Regions from separate parts of the Zea mays genome. Here all the other regions are linked to region 1. Evidence: chromatin contacts called from public Hi-C data. All regions are on one chromosome and are shown on one strand. Each heading gives the region's core, a stretch centred on a gene start, on an enhancer-like site or on the middle of the called end of the contact. The rest is flanking DNA. Distances are from core to core; before and after follow the strand shown. Region 1 holds the start of LOC100279247. Region 2 holds the start of LOC100383879. Region 3 holds the start of LOC100285471.

Region 1 (2,812 bases), core at 179-2,678:
TGAAGGGCACGAACCGAGCGACAGAACTGGGTGGAGACCCAAACAAACAAATGGGTAAGGTTGTGAAAGGTGTCGTACTTGAGCCACATAGTAAAAGTCCATAGAAAACGAGTGAAATCATCCAGGATGACCATATATTATTTGTAACCAGAGAGGTTAAAGACAGTAGATGTCTAGAGATCATAATACCGGATTACATAATCTATATAAAATAAGCAGGATTATATAATTATTTGAGAAAACAAACATGCCCTAAAAAACTCCACCCATTATATTAATTGATTATACTCGCGTCCGCGATCCTACCAAACCGAAACAGCACTAGCGTTTTAATGCGCTCCCGGGGCCGGCCACGATGTTCCTTTCCGTGTGCTCGTGATGATGCACAAAAGAAAAAAATGTAAAATGAAATAATTGTCTTCTTGACCCGATGGTTGTCAGTTGTACCAGCGAAACGAGACATTATTATCAGCCCCCGTTTGTGTCGTTCCGTGTCGTCATTTCCCTTCGACAATTAGTCCGACAACCAAATAGACCCAAACAGCCATGTATTACGTTAGCATGACCACACATAGAAATCTAGCAAGGTTAGGGCATATATGTTATTATATGAAGAATGTGAGTTTGCCAGACCAAAACTGACTGGCCACAAGTATATAAAAACAACAACAAGTAGAAGAAAGCTTGAAATGAATATTTGTGGCAGTGAAGAAGCCATGAACTGCAATCCATGCATATGTGTGGTACAAATCAAGGGATGATCATGACAATGTGGCAATGCATATTGGCAACCAGCCAGCCATCCATCCAGGATGACGGGGAATCTTCATCGTCCTCAACGAAGAAGAAGCTTTTGTCTTCTTTTTTTCTCTTGGAAAGGGGAACGTCTCGTTTATTCTCTCCACGGGCGTGCAAAACACAGAAAGCAGCGGCAGCGCTAGCTAGATTCTCCACTACTACTTGGTCACGGGAAACGGAAAGCCTTGTGTTTCTTTCACGAGATGCCAACAAAAAAAAAACGACATTGTTTTTTCCAGTTCCTTTTGATAATGCACAGAAAGGATAAATGGACGTGTAAACCTGCACGCATAATGTTCATGCAGCATCGTACTCATCCATCCATCCAATTCATCCATCCACATGTTTCCCGCCGTCTCTGCATGAGGCGAACACCAAGCAAGAAAAGAAACCCTCTCCAGCCACGTAAAAAAAAGCGTGGGAAAAAAAAGTGAGCGAAGCGTCCAGCTCTAGAAAAGAAAAAAAAAACGAGAGGATTGTACAGAGCGCCCCTCTTCTAAATTTGGCACGGAGCTCTCGTCGCCTTCCCGTCTTTCAGAATTCAGAGGGCCGCACACGTTCCCTGCCGCTGCCTCTACCCCTCTCCGGGCTCTCCCTCCCCCTCTCCACCGTCTCTACACCGCCGCCGCTCACACCCCAATTCCTCTCGCCCCATTGCCGGCCGCCTCCCTCCGTCCTCTCGCCTCGCTTGCTGCAGGTTCAATCGCCGCCGCCATTTCTGCAGTTTTTAATTCCCACGTCCTGTTCCGGCCCGGCCGTGCACTCCAAATTCTTCCAACAAGGCCAGCCCACGCCACCCGGCCGGGATCCCAGAAAAGTTGCGCTCGGCCTTCGCGCGTTACGTCTCCCACCCAGCCCTTCGATCCCGTGATTTCAGAGGCGCCCCTGTACCGAAAGCCTAGCTCCCAATCTTCCTTGGATTCGTCTTTTTTTTGGATCTTGGGGACTGCACTGCACACAGTTTGCCTCTCTTACCTTTTTTTGGATCTTGGTGGTGCCGAGCCGACAAGCAATGGGGAGGAAGTACTACTGCCACGCCGTGGCCGCGCTGGCCGTCGTGTTCGCGGCGGCCGTCGTCGTCGCTGCCGACCGGCGCCTGTCGCTGGTGGTCGGCGCCGCGGTGGCGCCCGAGGAGGTGAGTCTGCTCCGGAAGGTGGCCAATCTGATGTGGAACGGCGATGGCAACTCGTACCAGCACGTGTGGCCGGTAATTACCAACTGCCTTTCAGGATTTCTTTGTTTTATTTTTTTCACAAAAGAACAATTTGTTTGTTTTTACCAGCGCTCACTTGCTGGTTTAGCAGTTCTGCGTCGGATTAAGTTTACAAAGTTGGCAAGATGTTGCATACAAATTTTGGTAGGTCCGGAGCTCATCTGCTGCTCTGGATTTGTCATGAAATCCAGTTTGGGCCATGCAGATAGAACTGATCGAGCTATACTATACTACAACATCCTATTGAATTTGCGATGACCTACATATACTTTTCAATAGTTATTGCTGTTTAATGCTTTCAAGGCATGGCGTTTTAACTCGGTGAATCTTATGGGGGTTGCTTTCTGCAGCCAATGGAGTTTGGGTGGCAAATTGTGCTGGGGTCACTGATCGGATTCTTCGGTGCCGCGTTTGGGAGCGTCGGCGGAGTTGGTGGCGGCGGGATCTTCGTGCCGATGCTGACGCTCATCATTGGGTTTGACCCGAAATCATCTACTGCGATATCAAAGTGTGAGGATCTAACTGCTCATCGTGGATCCTTCCTCTAGTCAGTGTGCTGCTCCGAAAGCGACAGTTTGCTCGCTGTCAGCAATCGATGTATAGAGCTTGTTTAGTGTATTCTTTCCTCTGTTGGTTCATGCATGTGTGCAGTAGTGTGCGTCTTCATCTGGTATCTTTTCTGTCCCATTGCTGTTGTAGTATACTTCTGAAGAGCAATAGAGTAGTTCCACCCCACCCCCTCCCTTTCCTTTGGCTAGTTAGGATCCTTTTATTATATCCTGAAAGCAGCAGTCGCTGCTG
Region 2 (2,812 bases), core at 80-2,579, 650 kb before region 1:
ACAAATGGATATAGCGTAAGACAATCCTACTATATTCATTAATAAGAAAGCATCTCACTATTAATAATTAATCTGAGCCGGTTAAAATGTCATCATAATCCTGAACCCAGGCCAGATCAACCATACAAAATAATCCATCCCCCTTTTATTTTCAGCTTTACATTACCACCTCCCAGACCCAAGATTGCTATCAACTGCCTATGTAGCAGAGCAAGACTCAAGCATGCTGGCATGCTGCAAATCCATGACATTAACTCAAGTCAATTATCCTACTAGCCAACAAGACGGGACCAACAGCCACCGATACATGGACAGAAACACGATCCTTGGAGGTCCTAACAAGTAATAGCCTACAAAGTACAAACCACTATGCAGCCCAATCCCAATTCAAACACTTGTCTGTTCCTTCATACAGCCAATTCCTTAGGTGGTAATCAGTTATTGGAACCCACATCAGAAGACTGCGATTTGAATCCAAAGCACTATGTAAAACTGTGATTTAACTGGGCCAGACAGGTATCTATCAGCCAGGGTTGCTACTGACTACCAGCTCGGCAGAGGACTCGCAAACATCTAGCAAACTCATGACCCAAACTCAAACTGGTTGCCCTACAGGTAGGGGTGGTAATGAGCTCTAAATTTTACACTATAAAATTTAAGGATCGGATCTAATTAAGATCAGACTCTATTTCTATTCACTTTTGAACTAAAATTAAGGGGGTGTTTGGTTTATAGAGACTAACGTTTAATCCCTCGATTTTATTCTATTTTAGTTCCTAAATTGTCAAATACGGTTTAGTTTCTGTATTTGACAATTTAGAGACTAAAATAGAATAAAATGGAGGGACTAAACATTAGTCCTAGAAACCAAACACCCCCTAATTAAGGGCTCAAACAAATTGTGAAGAAACATTTGGATCGCAATCTATTAACACCCCTACCTACAGGTCAGCAGGAGAGGACCAACAGCCACCTGGACAGAACAGCACTTGCAACAGGGGCGGACCAGTAGAACCAGAGGATATGGGTGTACACATGCACACCCGATAATTTTAGCAGAAAAGATCGAAGAAGGTAGGCATAATACACGAATACACTAGTAATTGGATCAGATCCGAATACAAATAGCCAAATAGCTCAAGGCCTCAAGTTAGGGTTCGGGTGCTCATTTTCGCACAGCAGGAAGGGATACAAGGGGTGGGCATACCTGTTGGGTGCTTGTCTCCAGAGAATGGAATGGCGAAGACCTGGCGTAGGGCGCCGGCGACGTCCAGTAGTCGCCACGGCGTAGGGCGGCGGCGCGGTGTCCAGCGTCGCCACGAGATAGGGGGGATGGAGAGGGAAAGCGAGCGAACGCCTGGTAAACGGGGGGAAATACAGGCTGAAATTTGCCTGGGCCGGTGGGCCTCCAGAAGGCTATCCTGTCGTGGCCGGTACGGGTAAAACATGATTTATTTTTATATTTTCTCGATTTTGCAAAAAAAGTATGATAAGAATTTTATCACCAATATGATCAAAATTTGAAGGGAAAATTACATGCAAAACGATGGAGATTTTCTACAGGACATGAAAATAATCGACTTATATTCACAACTTACCGGAAAACATTGTCACCATTAATTTATTTTATTTTATACCGATGTTAGTGTTTCGAACTACCACCAACGAGTAAATTTGTATATGTGTTCTGTATTCGGATGGTGTGGCCAGCGGGCACAATATTTATACTGGTTCAGATAGAATGTCCCTACTTTCAGTCTTCGGTAGCTTACGCTACCGGCACCTTGTTGCTCGTAGTAGGGGTCACAAGCGGATGAGAGGGATAAGCTCCCAAGTCTCTTAAGGGTTGCGCGGATTGGGTGTTCGCTATCGGCTAAGTCGTCAAGTATTGTTTCTCTCTCACACACACTTCGTCCGGCCAACCTTCCGCCTTTTATAGACCAAGGCGGAGGTTGGTTACATATGGCTTCTCTTGGAAGGGATCGCTGTGGAGTGGTTCTCCCTCGGTAAACGCCTTCACGTATGTTGTTATCTGTTCCGCATAACTCCCTATCGACTGTTGGAGTGCTGGTAAAGTGTGTCCACGACGGGAGTCTAAGTGTCATCATTACTCCGCATGTCTATCTATGCCTGTGTCAGCCCCTAGCTTTCATAGACTGTCTTCCTGCCTTCCTTATGTCATCTTGTCTGTTACGTAGGACGTTGGAGGACTCCGGTCTAGGGGCCATAGGTCATGAGCAGGGCTCAAGCGTAGGTCTAGAGCGGGAGGCAGACCAATTCTCTCACATGCCATGACTCAACGTCGGACATAGTTAATGAGAGTTGCCCTTTGGTTAGAAGCGGAGTCCATTCGAGTGGTTCCCTGACGCTTTGTCTGACCCTGTGCCTGGGCTATGCTTTGCCCAACCCCGTGCGTGGTGCGGGTGTTGGAACAAAGGTCGAACATTACGTCGATCAGCACCACGAAGGTCGGTCCCCTCGCCCTAACTAATCATGCTTGAGCGCAAGGACAAGGATATTCAGAGCCTTCGTCGAGCACAACTACAGTGGGCCCTTCGGCCAAGCAACTAACACCGATTGTAGCTAAGACTAACGCCCAGGCGACCACCGGGCCTTGAGGACTTCGCCCTTTACTTCTCTTAGAGGATGCCCGGTATAGGCAACGTCCCCGAGAGGAGCGAGGGAGCCCAAGACACGATGGCTACAAGACGACGAAGGCTCTAGGAAAGGAGATATGTCCGAGTCACCTGTCCACTATGGGGGCTCCCGATACGGGCCCATCTGTTAGTGTAGCCAAAGGGTAAAATTGTGA
Region 3 (2,812 bases), core at 168-2,667, 520 kb before region 1:
TAACCCTATATGACCCGGTATGCAATCTCTCCCACACGACTTGGAAGAGACGACCCTGATTCTATTTGGTTGGATTCGATCTCACCCGTGCACCCATGATCCAACGATCCCGGTTTACTAACCTAAATCGTTATACTCTCCTGTTAATCCACTCCCTTCATCGGTCGATCGACAGCCCCAGTTTTTCTTCTTCCTCAACGCCTAGTCACATTGGTGGCCTCCACACCGCGACCGCCATTACCGGTGTGCAGCTTCCGCCACCTAAGTGCCCCGCTAACAGTTCGACTAGATGCTACTTAAGATAGAGGGCAAGACGAACAACATGGAGACACTCACCGGTGACCGAAACCGCGGCGACATTGACCCCGACCCAAAGCGGCTTGCCAACGAATTCTAGACTCCAGTACACTTCGGCGAGCACTGATGCACCCATCCGAGCATAGGCAAGATCCGCCAAGATCCTTCGTGAGCCGGTGGACGTCTCGAGTCTCCACATAGGCACCGAACGATGGAGGAAGTAGGGGCGACGGCGGCGGCAATCCCTCACCAATGGAGGTGGCGCTCCGGTTGTCTTTCTTGGCACTAGAGTCGAGCGCATGAAAGGTGGGAGGTGAAGGATATGTGCGGCAGGTAGATATACCCGCAGCCGAGGTCCACGGCTGGCGAATGGATCCCCTTGGATTCCTGGCCATGCGAAAAACGCGCCGCGAGCAGACCTCAGGAGTTCGTTGCAGAGGAAGGGGAGAGTCCTGACAGGTTGACCCCACATGCCAGCGTGAGCAAGGAGGCTAGGCGCCCGGCGTGCGATGACGCGACTGGTCGCCCCGGGCCCACGTGGTAGTGAGATGATGCGTGCATGCGTGTCATGAGTCAGCCAGCCGTGGCCCGCATGTCAGCACCGGGTCACGACCTCGGTAACACGACTGCGGTTTAGTGGGATGTGCGCGGGAGGAATTGGTGGGCCGAGCGCAGGGTTTCAGCCCAAAAGTCGTTTTTTCCTTTTCTTTTATGTTTTGCATTTCTTTCTCCATTTCAAAATTTACTATTTGAATTTGAATTTGTTAGTGAGTTTTACACATAAGTCAAGTGCACAATTAAAAGTATCAGCATGAGAAAATATATTTATTTATATATTATTATTATTATTACAGTACATATTCTTTTCTGTTTTCTTCTCTTTTCTTTTCTTATTTCCAATTTCAAATTCTAATTTCCTAACTTAAGCTTGTATCACAAATTTGAATACAAAATACAAAAATACAAGAACTTCGGCATGGGATGCATATTTCTGTATTTATTTATTATTGTTTGATTAACTTAATTCTATTAATTAAATGTGCAAAAAAAAAAGAAAACCAAATAATCTCCAAAGACTCTATAATCCCAAAACACCCATGTATAAAACATTTTTTTACCTTATACAAGTTTTGGCTTTAAACCCCTTTCCCCTCGCTTGCCGCTGCTCCGCCGTCGCCGCGCCCCGACCAGCATCGGCGAATACCTCCCGCGCACTCAACCGATGGTCTCACTACCTACGACTGTTCCCATTCCCGAGCTCCGATTCGGGGCTCGACGGTTCCTGGCCCCTTTGTTTCTTGGATAACCGATGCAATTTTTGGTTCTGGATAGGTTGTAGTTGAATGTAATCGATTGGTGTTCCCTGGCACCATCTTTGTCTGAGTTCCGATTCTGGAATTGCGGGATTGGTTGGTCGGGTCCGGTGAGCACGCTCGGGGCGGCGCCGGCCGATGGCGGAGCTGGTGGGGCCGCGCGTCTACAGTTGCTGCAACTGCCGGAACAACGTCTGCCTCCACGACGACATCCTCTCAAAGGCTTTTCAGGTCCAAACTCCGTGAATCACCTTTCCTCCACTTCCGGACGTGTCGTTTGTTCACTAGCGCTTATCAATTCAGCAATTACCTGTTGTGCTTATCTATATCCTAGCTAGGAGTTGCTCCGAGAATCGACTTCTTGTGTAGGTGCGATGCTGGATGCACGTTTGTTAATTCTGGAGGACCCGGTTGCATTGTACTACTTCTGATTCCACTATAAGAAACTGATTGAAGCGTATTTCTTTTTACATTTGCACATCTGAATCATGGCTTCAGGCTTCATGTTGTTAGAATACCCGTTTAGGGTTTGGAGTTATTCTCTATGTAATTACTGTCTCGCCCCTCCGTAATGGGCCTGGCCCAGTACTCAAGTCTATTAATATACCACCCAACCCTGTTAGGGTTAGGGTTTACTATTCCAATATGGTATCAGAGGAAAATTAGGTTTCTGCTCCCAGCCGCCAGCTCCTCCCCTGCTGGCCGCCGCCCCTGCAGGTCGCGCCCCAGCCGCCGCCCCCTACAGGCCGCGCCCGCCAGCCGCCGCCCCACATTCCTCTCTCTCTCTCCCCTCGCACCAGCGCCGAGCGCGCACCCGCGTGCCCCGGCCATCCTGCCCGCGCCGCCAGGGCGCGACCCCGCGCCCGTGCCAGGAGCCCTCCCCGCGCGCTGCTTCCACGCCGCCCAGGCGCCCTGCCGAGCTGCCGCGACCGCGCGAGCCCCAGCCGCGCAACTGCGCCAGGACCGGTGGACCCAGGTGTCGCACCGACCCCGCGCCCCTGCTTCACCCGCGACCTCGCCGGTGCCCTGTCCCGCGGCCGAGCCGCTCGCCCAGCCCCGCGGCCATCCCGCGCCAGGCGCCCGCCTCGCCTCCCCGACGCGGAATCTGCGCTCCTCTCGCCGCCGGCCGCGCTCGGGCAGATCCCAGGCTGCTACTGCCAGCCTCCCAGCCACCGACGTCCAGCACTCCGGCTGCCATTCTG

Evidence for each region. Hi-C and Micro-C count contacts between places; a contact is called where the count stands out from the background.
Region 2: a contact with region 1 is called in a Hi-C map of leaf, with 5 times the contacts expected there. The contact joins the promoter of LOC100383879 here to the promoter of LOC100279247 in region 1. A contact is called at or near these places in 5 of 25 Hi-C or Micro-C datasets (ear, endosperm and leaf).
Region 3: a contact with region 1 is called in a Hi-C map of endosperm, with 2.6 times the contacts expected there. The contact joins the promoter of LOC100285471 here to the promoter of LOC100279247 in region 1. A contact is called at or near these places in 3 of 25 Hi-C or Micro-C datasets (bundle sheath, endosperm and leaf).

The regions. Positions count from the first base shown.
Region 1 is chr7:98,545,417-98,548,228 of Zm-B73-REFERENCE-NAM-5.0, forward strand. LOC100279247 reads left to right here and starts at 1,429. Exons shown (of 12, transcript NM_001360947.1): 1 at 1,429-2,005; 2 at 2,362-2,521. The coding sequence starts at 1,811.
Region 2 is chr7:97,893,283-97,896,094 of Zm-B73-REFERENCE-NAM-5.0, forward strand. LOC100383879 reads right to left here and starts at 1,330. Exons shown (of 7, transcript NM_001176507.1): 1 at 1,208-1,330.
Region 3 is chr7:98,021,761-98,024,572 of Zm-B73-REFERENCE-NAM-5.0, forward strand. It overlaps LOC100285471, which reads left to right and starts at 1,418. Exons shown (of 3, transcript NM_001158364.3): 1 at 1,418-1,522; 2 at 1,630-1,841. The coding sequence starts at 1,749.